Linked DNA regions of Mus musculus: regions 1 and 3 are each linked to region 2. A link is a contact called in public HiChIP or PLAC-seq data. All regions are on one chromosome and are shown on one strand. The core of a region is the stretch at or near the end of the contact, and the rest is flanking DNA. Distances in the headings are between cores, read along the strand shown. Region 1 holds the start of Sgk1 (serum/glucocorticoid regulated kinase 1). Region 2 holds the start of Bclaf1 (BCL2-associated transcription factor 1). Region 3 overlaps Hbs1l (Hbs1-like (S. cerevisiae)).

Region 1 (3,171 bases), core at 237-2,736, 1.6 Mb after region 2:
CTTTGAGTTCTCTCTGGTGATTTTAGATGGCCCCTTTAGGAAAATCACGGCCTACTGAAGCTGTAGATTACATAATGTATCCTTGTGTCTTGTACAACTTCATCCATATCTCACCTCATAGAAACTCATACTCTAAAGGAACTCAGGCACCTCTTCCCCAGTTAATCCACGTTTCCCATATAAATGGTGTAACAATGTGGGTTTTGTTGTTGTTATTGTTCTGTTTGGGTGTTGTTTCTGGCTAGGATCCCATGAATTCTAGTCTGGCCTCAAACTCTGAGGATAAGCTTGCATTTCTGATCCTCCTACCTTTAACCTCCCAACTGCAGGGGTTCTAATCCCATGTTGCCACAGTGTCTGTCGCTGTTTTGTTTTTTCTTTTGTTTGTTTGCTTGTTTTGTGGTCCTGAGGATTAAACTCATGGTTTCATGCAAGCACTCAATCAACAATTATTTTTAAGGATAGTTCTAGTGTATTTCCTACCAGTGAACGCTTACTGGTTTTGGATTTGAATGCTATATTTGAATAGAATGAGATGTCAAACAAGTGATTGAGTGGCTGAATTAATGAATGAGTGAATGAATGAGTGAGTGAGTGAGTGATCGTGTATGTCTATCTCATAGACCAAAGTACAGCCGGAGGTGAAGTAGCTGATCAAAACCACATGCTAACAGGGACCCCAAACCTTTTTGCTATAAATCCTATTTAAAAAACAAAACAAAACTCATAAAATATCAGCATCAAAGAGCACAAGTGGAAACGAGCTACGCATAATTAAATGTTTTTGTTAAATGAATTCACTTTGCAGAGGTTCAGGATAAGTTGGGGCATGTAAAAAGACTCGTCCTTGCTTCCTGTGACTCCCTTAGCATTGAATGGATTCAGCACGAATTTTTGGTGAAGGTCTGGGCAAGGTTCTGCCTATTGGTTTTGCACACTTTGTTTCTGTTCATTGATTTTCTCTTACTGCCGGCTTCTCTGTTGAAAAGGGTGGGCTTACCTCCCCAGTTGTTCCTTCTAATGTCACAGCGGAAGGAAGGGCATCCGAGGACCCTACAGAGTAAGAGACCATTCACTGCTACACATGTGTAGGCACATTATTTTATTTTTCAAGGTTTCATAGGGCAGGAACACGTTTGATGCCCCCCACCCCCTGCCTCCGGGGCTTGGTATCAGAACCGGAATCTGAAGAACTTCATTGAGAATTACATTATTGGGTCTGCATTTTACTCTGGTTACCACATTGTTGCAAAGAAAAACCAATTCAAAGAACCCTCCCAAGGGAATCCGTTGTTCTGTGTTTTCTGTGTCTCCTGACCATCCTCTGATCTTACTCACATATGCATGCATGCATCCTTGCTCCTTCCTGCCTTGCTTTCTCTTTCCATTTACCTTTCTGAGGAGGCTCTCTCCCTTCCTCCTTCCCTCCCTCCGGCTTCAGCTCTTTCTTACTCCTTCCCCCAGCTGCTTAACTACAGCTCCCACTGGAACCTACACAATCAAAAACAGCTCTCCTCCAGCAGCCTCCAGCAGCGCATCACCTGGAGCAGAGCGAGTCGCTCGCTCCCCGCTCAGCCCGGGAGCAGCTCGGTAGCTGGGGGCGGGGACGGTACCCTGCTCTCGCCTGAGCGCCCGCCAGAGCATCTCTGGATAGATTTGCTGTATCCCGCCATCCGGCCCCGGGGTCCTGTTGTGGTGATGCTTACGTTTCAAAGCAATGATGGAAAGAGAAAAGCCATTGCCAGTGGCCTCTGAAAGTGGGGCGAGTTACTGCAGTCGCTGCCGCAGCAGGATGAGCGAGTGAAAAACTGAGCCCCGTTAGCCTCTCCATCCCGTTCGGTCTTCATTCACCGTCTCCAGGAAGGCGGATCGGGATACAGATGCAGTAAACCAAGCCGGTGCCACCCTGGATCTATAACTGTGAAGTCCCTTCTGTGGAAGATGGTAAACAAAGACATGAATGGATTCCCGGTCAAGAAATGCTCAGCGTTCCAATTTTTTAAGAAACGGGTAAGCCCAGGTTGTGGTTGTTGCTTTTGTTTTCTACGCTGCTTCTCTCAAATGCTTTTGGAGGCTTGCCTAGGGTAAGCCTCGGGTTTTGTTACTGAGCCCTTCGTGAAAGCAGAGCTTCTGGTGTCAGTGGTCAAGGTGAGCGCTGGCCCTGCTGAGATTCATATTTGTTGGGGGGTGGGTAGGGGAGATGTTGATGGAAAGGGGGGGCTCAGAGGAGTTGCATTGGAAGAAGGGGGTTGGGCCGAGATGCCTTCAAATGGGTTTAAGATGGGAACTGAGATTTCTCAATCAAAGCCATGCCCAGGATTACAAGGCAGTTTCAAAGACAGCTGGCCCGAGTGCAGTTAATAAGAAGCAATTTAGTCTGGGCTAATTAAGTAGCTCTCTCGCTCTTATCTTTGAAGGGTTCAACTTTGCCACACCTTCCCTCCGTCTCAAGGGCTGCTGCATTTTCGTCTTCAATTGTTAGAAGCAGCTTTGGCTCCTCAAATCCATTCTGCCACTATCTCTATCTTTGGGGTAAACAGGAAAGGACCAGAGTGACCTTTGACAGAAATGATGGACTCCCAACATCTCAAACCCTCTATTTCAAGTTGCCTCAATTTTGCCTAGCACACGTGCCCTTACCAAAAGAATAAGGGATAGCCTGTTTTATAGCCCAAACTATGATTGGGGGGGGGGGCGTGCGGGGAGGGTTCTGCTGCTATGTACATTTGCTGTATACATTTGTTTAAATTCCTTTCATTCATAATGTTAGTAATGTCATAGGGCTGTAAATGAATAGACCTTTCTCTGTTTCACAGATAAACTCAGTTCATTGCAATGGCCACACTGGAGGTCTGTGGCTCTGCAAATTTATACATGAGTGGGGACTCAGAAATGAGTGGTTGTTGGAAGACTGATCATTGACATCCTTATGGGGAGTGTCTCTTAAGCAATAGGAGGCTCCTGTAGCCCCAGTTGTGCCGTCCTATTTAGTGCCCGGGGCGGTCCTATCCAGCTGCTTCCTTCCATTCATTCACCCTTCCCTTCATTCAGGCCGCGTCTGTGTGTGCCGAAAAGGCAACAGAACGTAATGAATTACAGGCTGGGCTGGACGGCCTCCTAGCACTGAAGGGTCAAGCTGGAAAGGCAGGTCTGCAAACCAGCAGTCTGCAA
Region 2 (3,042 bases), core at 10-2,509:
CCAGGCAGGTTCTGCGGGTTCAGTGCCCAGCACAGGGGATCTAATGAGCGAAAAATTATATTGCCTTAGATGAAAAGATAACTTTCCAACATATACTAGAATTGCACAGGACTTAATAGCTTCAAAGTGATTAGATTTTGGTATTTTGAATAGATTAAGAGCTATTGGCCCCTGCTGTCTCATTAATATAAAATAGCACAGTTGTGCTGTCTTTGTGCTTCATGTAAATACAGCTCACCTACTTGACAAGTATTTTCTGAGCTCCTACTTTATGCTTTAGACCTATCAGGGTCCCGCATATAGCGCAGATCATAGCTTCCACCATGGTAGTGGGAGCTGGGTGCGGAGCAATTGCCCAATTAAAATACAATCAAAATCAGGATTCATTGGTCAGTCAGGTACTTCCTCCACTGTGGAGTGGATTGTGAGGACAGGCTGCCCTGAACAAGGTTAAAGATCAGAATCAAACTCTAATGCTGAACTTAACTGACAGGCTGCCAATTACAGCTTTGAAATCCTTCAAGGAATTTAACGTTGTCCTAAAATATCACACCGTAATAACGGCTTTAGTCCCTTGAGTGGTCCTGCTTTGGTAAGAACAGCAGGTAAATATGTCTGCAACTTGCTTCAATTCAATCCTGGCTTCTTCGTTTATAATCTGATTCTGGCAGATCCAGTTAGGGCGTGAGGTTTCCGGATCCGTACAAAACTCTGAGAAAGCCTCAGGGGCCAGGCTCCGGCGCCCGGGAAGTTAAGAGCCATTCCGTGACGCAGTCGCCCAGCCGATCCAAGTCTCACGATCGGCCCGGGAGGGGGCGGGGGGCGAGTTCACCCGAAGCCACTCGGCAGAGACTGCCTTGTAACTGTCATGTTAGGCGTCCGAGGGACGGCGCTTCCGGGCAGACGCAGCCCTGCGTCGTCGGTTTTCCGGCCTTTTCCTCAGTGAGAGAGCTTCTGGCGTGCTCTGGGTCGCCGCCTCAGAAGGAGCCAGGCTCGCTAACAGCGGCTCGGAAGTCAGGGGACATCAGTCTCGACTGTTCTTCGAACAAAGCCGAGCCGCCTGCGGAGAAGCCAGCCAGCCCTTCAGGGCCCGCCCCACCCTTGTCCCACCCCCTGTCGGCTACACCTCGCGAGACCGGGCAACGAGACTTCCCAGAAAGCCTTGGGCTACACTCAACCGCGGTTCGCCAGTCGCGCCTGGGCGGGACGGTGGGAGGGGCCTGCCTAGCGATTTAGCGGCCTGGAAGGCCACGCCCCAAGTCGGAAGTGACGGAGCCGAGCTAGCGCGACGAGGCCGCCTCTATGGTCTTCCTCTCCTTCTGGAGTCGGGAAATGGCCGCTGTGTAGTTAGCACGGAGGTAAACCCTGCACGCACATCGTGCTTCGGCGTGTCAGGTAGGCCTCGCGCCGCATTCGAGTCACTCAAAGGAGAAAGCCGAGGCGACAGGGCGGTTGGGTATCGACAACTCTGACGCGTGGTGACGGGTCGGCGGCGGGAACGGGGACCCCGAGCCGTTACTCGTGCGTTTTCCTCCTCGCTCCCTCGGGTCTGGAAGGCGCCGCGGGCCGCCGGGGTGGGGGGATGGGGGAGCTGCGCCACCAGCGGGCCGGGCTGCGAACCTGGCTCGGGGCCGGAGCCCGGGAGGCCTCGGCGTGCGCGTGCGCAAACCGCTCGCCGACCCTTCCCCCACGGCCTCGGCTGGGACTCCTGCGCGCGCCCGGCCCAGGGCTCTGCGCACGCGTGCTTTTTTCCCCTTTCTTCCCTGCCCATGGCAACGCCGCCGCGTGTGTTAGTTTCCGAGCCTTGCTTGTTGTTGGCCTTGGGGGAGGCGTCTTCCTTCCTGGTCCTAGCCTTTGGGACTCGGAGGAGATAACGGCGAGCTGCGACAAAGTTAAGCAACGGAATCAGCCACGTCGTGCGTGGCGGTTAAGCCGCCTCCCTCGCCTCTATGGGGTACATATGTCGGTTTAGGCCAGGCTTAATCAGATGAAGGCTTTCGATCTGTTTGTAGCAGACACCTGGGTGTTGGCGCCAAAGTTTTTCGTTTTGGCTCCCTACCAACTCACTGTTGTAGCCGATCAGTAGGTGCGTAGTTCCAGTTTCTAGCGGGATGCGACTAAGAGAGGGGCCCTTTCTCAGTAATCCAAGCGCTGACATACCTTTTTTTTTTTTTTTTTTTCTTGTTTTTCCAGACAGGGTTTCTCTGTGTAGCCCTGGCTGTCCTGGAACTCACTCTGTAGACCAGGCTGGCCTCGAACAGAAATCCGCCTGCCTCTGCCTCCCAAGTGTTGGGATTAAAGGCGTGCGCCACCACCGCCCCGGCTACCTTTTTTGGTAAGAGTTAGCACACTTTAGAAATTGAGGATATTGGCAGCGGTGATTGGGGGGATAAATGGGTGAAGGAAGAAGGTTATAGTTCTGTCACTCAGTGCTGGCCTTGAACTCCCAGTTAATCTCCTGCCTTAGCTTCGGGAGTGGTGGGATAATAGTATTTTTTTTTCGTCACTTCTTCGTCACCCCAGCTGAGTTTTAAGATTTGTTTTCTTGGTCTGGGGAGTGACCAGAATATTGGATTTCTGTACCCTAGACGATCTTCTTGGGTCCAAGTGGCTTCGAACTACGGGTTCTCCATGTATATATGTGTTTGGGTTATAGATGTGCAAATTCATACCCAACATATTTTAAGTTTATCTAGTTAAAGTGAGGACCTGTACTTTCTACCTTTAAATTTAAAGTTTTCTATTAGAATTGAAAAGGAGAAAAATTGAAAGGGAAAAAAAACCTGTTAGTCACTTCAGACTCACATCCTGTTGGTACAGCATATATATTTTTGTATTAAAAGGGAATCGTAGAACAAAATGTCTTGTCCTCACTATGAGCTTGTATTCTAGATTAGCCCTAACTGGGATAGTTGGTACTGTTACGCAATAAAGGACCTTTAAAGACTTACCAGTTTGCATTTTTTGTGTGATTCTAACCAAATTCAGGGTAGTGTGCTGGGAAGGATGTCTCTAAAGTCGTTTTTAGTAAACAGCTGAGAT
Region 3 (3,508 bases), core at 218-2,717, 1.0 Mb after region 2:
CTTCCTCTTTCTTTACACTTGGCTCCTAACCTGTCTGGCCTGTGCTTAACAAGGTCTTGCCCTTCTGACTGGGAATGTCACAGTTTCTGAGACTCAGAGTGAAGCTGAGAGTCTCCCTGCTGTCTGTCCCCCTTGCCATGGTCCCTGGCACAGAGCAGGGTGTGCTCATTGGTAATAGGCATTGTGACTATGCTTACAGCTGTGTGTACAGCTGCTGCTGTCTGGGAACACAGGGATGTTGAATGTGTTAGGGTTACCTTTGTTTCCTACTTCAAACATCCACGTTGACACGCAGAGGCATCTTTGTGCTATGATCAGATGCCTCCATTTACATAGGAATACAGTAAACTACTTCTAAATGATGGAAAAGATGTTCAGAATGATGCCTGTTGCTCTTTGTTCTCTTCGATCTTTAAAGCTCTGTTGTGTTCGTGGGCATTTTGTCCTTTTCACTGTAAAGTTCGTGGTTCTTGGAATTGTCTAGAACCACGCATCCTTTCTGCTCAGGCTCTGGCTGTGCCCGGCCTTTCCTGTTCTGCTCCCCCTGCATTTTCACCTGTGCGCCCTCTGCTTTGGACCTTCCTTTCTTCTACCCTTCCTCAGAAATAGCAATAGCTGTTAGAGTTGATATTGCTATGGGGCTGTCGTGCATCTGGCTGTCACCCCAGTGATGACACCACGGAAGGGTTGTGACTAGAAAAGGAAGCACTTCAGAGAATACAGTGCAGAGAAAAAGAACATGTTTGTAAAATGTCTGCTGTCTTCTAGATTGGCCTCGAACAGCTTGTGTTTGGATCATTATATATTGAAAATGAGTTATGTATCATCAGCTTTCTCTTATGTTCACAAATGTATATGTGTATGTGTATATACATGTATTTGTTTATAAAATGAGTGTGTAAGCAAAGATAATATTGGATAGAAAGGGAAGAATTAGTAGGGATTTCTATGATAGTTTTTATATTTGTACCTATAACTGCATAAGACTCTGTAATTGTGCAACTAATTTTCATGCTATGGAAACTTGTCACATTTTGAGTGTATATATACATTTTTATAAAAGCTACATTGAAAGAAATTACAATTCTGAGGTTTTCTTAAATCAAGTATAAAAACATTGTTTACCCATTAGAAGTTTCTATAGGAGTTTGGTATTTCTGAACGGCATTTTGATAATTTATCCAGAAAGTACTGCTTTTCATCTTACTATAGACAAAAACCAATCCACTGGGTGTGAAGAATTTTTTCCAATGTATTCATCATTTATAGTTCTTTTTCCCCATGGGATTGTGATTGCCTGCGTGCGTGTGTGTTTATAATTTGATATTTTATGCCTCATATAGAAACATAAGCATTCATACAGGGTCCTGAATATTAATTTCTGAGGTGATGGTGGGAGGGGCAAGGATTGAGAGCACACTTCCTGTCTTGTCACGCCTGACTTACTAAAGCAGGCTGGTTTAGATGCAGGCCTTATGCCAAAGTGAACAGCCTGAGGAGTCTTACTTCAAAGAGGGGGGTGGATGTAGGCTTCTACTTACAAGTTGCAACACTTGTAACTTCGAAAGAGATCTCTCTCTTTTTGTCTCCTCATCTGAACTGCTACTTCTTGATTTTTCATTAGCATTGTCCTCTGTTGACCCAGTATAATCTTTGATGCCTTTCTTCCTGACCTGCTAACTTATAATTGACTGTCACTCTTATGTCTGACTCAGGAGTAAGTGTTTATTTAGACACACATACATGTAGATAACTCGTTCTTATTGTTTGGGTTAATTCTATTCTACAAGGCGACTGAGACATTCTTCGTATAAGACATGTATTACTATATGTGCCCTGTAACTGATGAGCCATGGGTTGCATGCACACTAACCAGTCAATATGTAACTTGGTCCTCCATGTGCCTCTATTAATATGTATTATTGCATCTCATTACTGCATTACAGTGAGCTCACAGGTGACTGTTTAACAGAATATCTCATCTATTGTGCACTGTTTTTGCAACACATTTCATAGTTTTCTGGTGCTTAGGAATTGTAGACATGTCAGTATTCTGCTTCTAAGAAGACAAAAAATAAGCCGGGCGTTGGTGGTGCATGCCTTTAATCCCAGCACTCGGGAGGCAGAGGCAGGCGGATTTCTGAGTTCGAGGCCAGCCTGGTCTACAAAGTGAGTTCCAGGACAGCCAGGGCTACACAGAGAAACCCTGTCTCAAAAAACCAAAAAAGAAAAAAAAAAAACAAACAACAAAAAAACAAAACAAAAAACAAACAACAACAAAAGAAGACAAAAATAGAAAACCATGACACCAAATCCATGAGAAGCCCGTGTTTTTACCATGAGAGCTTGAAATAAGAAATAGTGTTGCTGTTTGGCCTCACTTGGGAGCTTATCTGTTGAGGACTCAAACTGTCCAGTGCTCTGTGCAGGCCTGTAAGTGATGGATGGCCACAGTTCCTTGAGTGTGACTTGGGAGTTAGAACTACATGTTGGAGAACATTGGTATACCCAGTTTTTGGTCCATGAATGAAGGGCATCTGACATACATCATCGCCCACTGGTTCCCGTCGTTAGCTGTTAGCTTTCGGAGGGACTGCAGAAACAGCTAAGGAGTTTGTTCATTGACCGCATTACCTCTTCAAGTATTTCATGCACCAGACCCAGTGTAGTTCCTCTGAGATGTTCAGGTCATTTCCTCTTGTTTGCCTAATTGTTCTACCCTAAGCCCCTGCACCTGATGTGTTTAGTTCATCCACCATGCAGTCTCCCAGTACATTCCCTGAGCTTCCTCTTCTCCCTCCCCTCGCCTCCTGTGCCTGCCTCCGTTCTCTTCAGATTGGAGTCATTGTGTCTTCATATGTGTCTGAGGCTCGCTGTATTCTTAGTCCCACCACATAGGTGGTGTTAGTACACCTGCAGACATACGTATACTTTTTATTTTCACCTCATAGCAATTGTTACTACCCCTGCAGACTTTTTCTCTTGCCTTTCCATATTTTTAAATTATCTCTATTCTTAGAACTTTTCGTTTTTAATTTTTGTTTACTTTTTTCTGTTTTAACTTCAGTAAGTTTTAACAACATATGTATATATATTTATCTAAAAGCAGAATTATATGTATTTATTTATAGACTACAGAAAGTAGTCCTTATAATCATTGTTACTCTTGATTCCTATTTTGCCATTTCTTAAATTTTGGCTTAGTTTGGACAGTATTTCTTCTGTCACCCATGGTGGCCCACAGTTCACTGTGTAGCCAGCCCATGCTGACTGCAGCTTATACCGTTCCTCTTCAGCTGCCTCGTTGTTGAGCTGGTTGACAAGGTGTGTACCACTGCTCTCAGCTCTTGGGTTATATTTTAGAAGATATATATATTTTTTTCAGTTTTTAAAACAAGTTTGTCAGTCTTCTCAAGATATTTTGTTTGAAAGTTCTGATTCATGTTAATGAATATGAAATAATTTATTCTAATACCTTTGACAGAGTCTTATTTTTTAGCTTTGTGTC

The links. HiChIP or PLAC-seq counts read pairs in DNA pulled down with a chosen protein or histone mark.
Region 1: an H3K27ac HiChIP or PLAC-seq map of double positive thymocytes shows a contact between it and region 2, with 5 times the contacts expected there. The contact joins the promoter of Sgk1 here to the promoter of Bclaf1 in region 2. A contact is called at or near these places in 1 of 39 promoter capture datasets (embryonic stem cells) and 3 of 115 datasets of contacts at active chromatin or transcription factors (astrocytes, double positive thymocytes and embryonic stem cells).
Region 3: an H3K4me3 HiChIP or PLAC-seq map of the 230-238 cell line shows a contact between it and region 2, with 6 times the contacts expected there. The contact joins the enhancer-like site here to the promoter of Bclaf1 in region 2. A contact is called at or near these places in 7 of 39 promoter capture datasets (the 3T3-L1 cell line, embryonic stem cells, hippocampal neurons and 3 more), 2 of 484 Hi-C or Micro-C datasets (Th1 cells and extraembryonic endoderm stem cells), 7 of 115 datasets of contacts at active chromatin or transcription factors (the 230-238 cell line, the SCID.adh cell line, bone marrow-derived macrophages and 4 more) and 3 of 9 other capture datasets (adipose tissue, liver and macrophages).

Annotation. Positions count from the first base shown.
Region 1 is chr10:21,880,698-21,883,868 of GRCm38.p6, forward strand. Sgk1 (serum/glucocorticoid regulated kinase 1) reads left to right here and starts at 1,487. Exons shown (of 14, transcript NM_001161845.2): 1 at 1,487-2,010. The coding sequence starts at 1,942. Gm46215 (a long non-coding RNA gene) reads right to left here and starts at 1,581. Exons shown (of 3, transcript XR_001779732.1): 1 at 1,496-1,581; 2 at 1,001-1,053.
Region 2 is chr10:20,311,210-20,314,251 of GRCm38.p6, forward strand. It overlaps Bclaf1 (BCL2-associated transcription factor 1), which reads left to right and starts at 1,260. Exons shown (of 13, transcript NM_001025392.1): 1 at 1,260-1,395.
Region 3 is chr10:21,312,469-21,315,976 of GRCm38.p6, forward strand. All of the region lies in intron 4 of Hbs1l (Hbs1-like (S. cerevisiae)), which reads left to right. Among named protein-coding and RNA genes, the nearest start is that of Hbs1l, 18 kb to the left of the region's middle. Within about 2 kb of position 1,468, at least 11 of the 459 cell types and tissues checked have an H3K27ac peak or open chromatin away from gene starts, as enhancers often do. A contact at or near this core is called in the 230-238 cell line and pro-B cells, where this site is marked.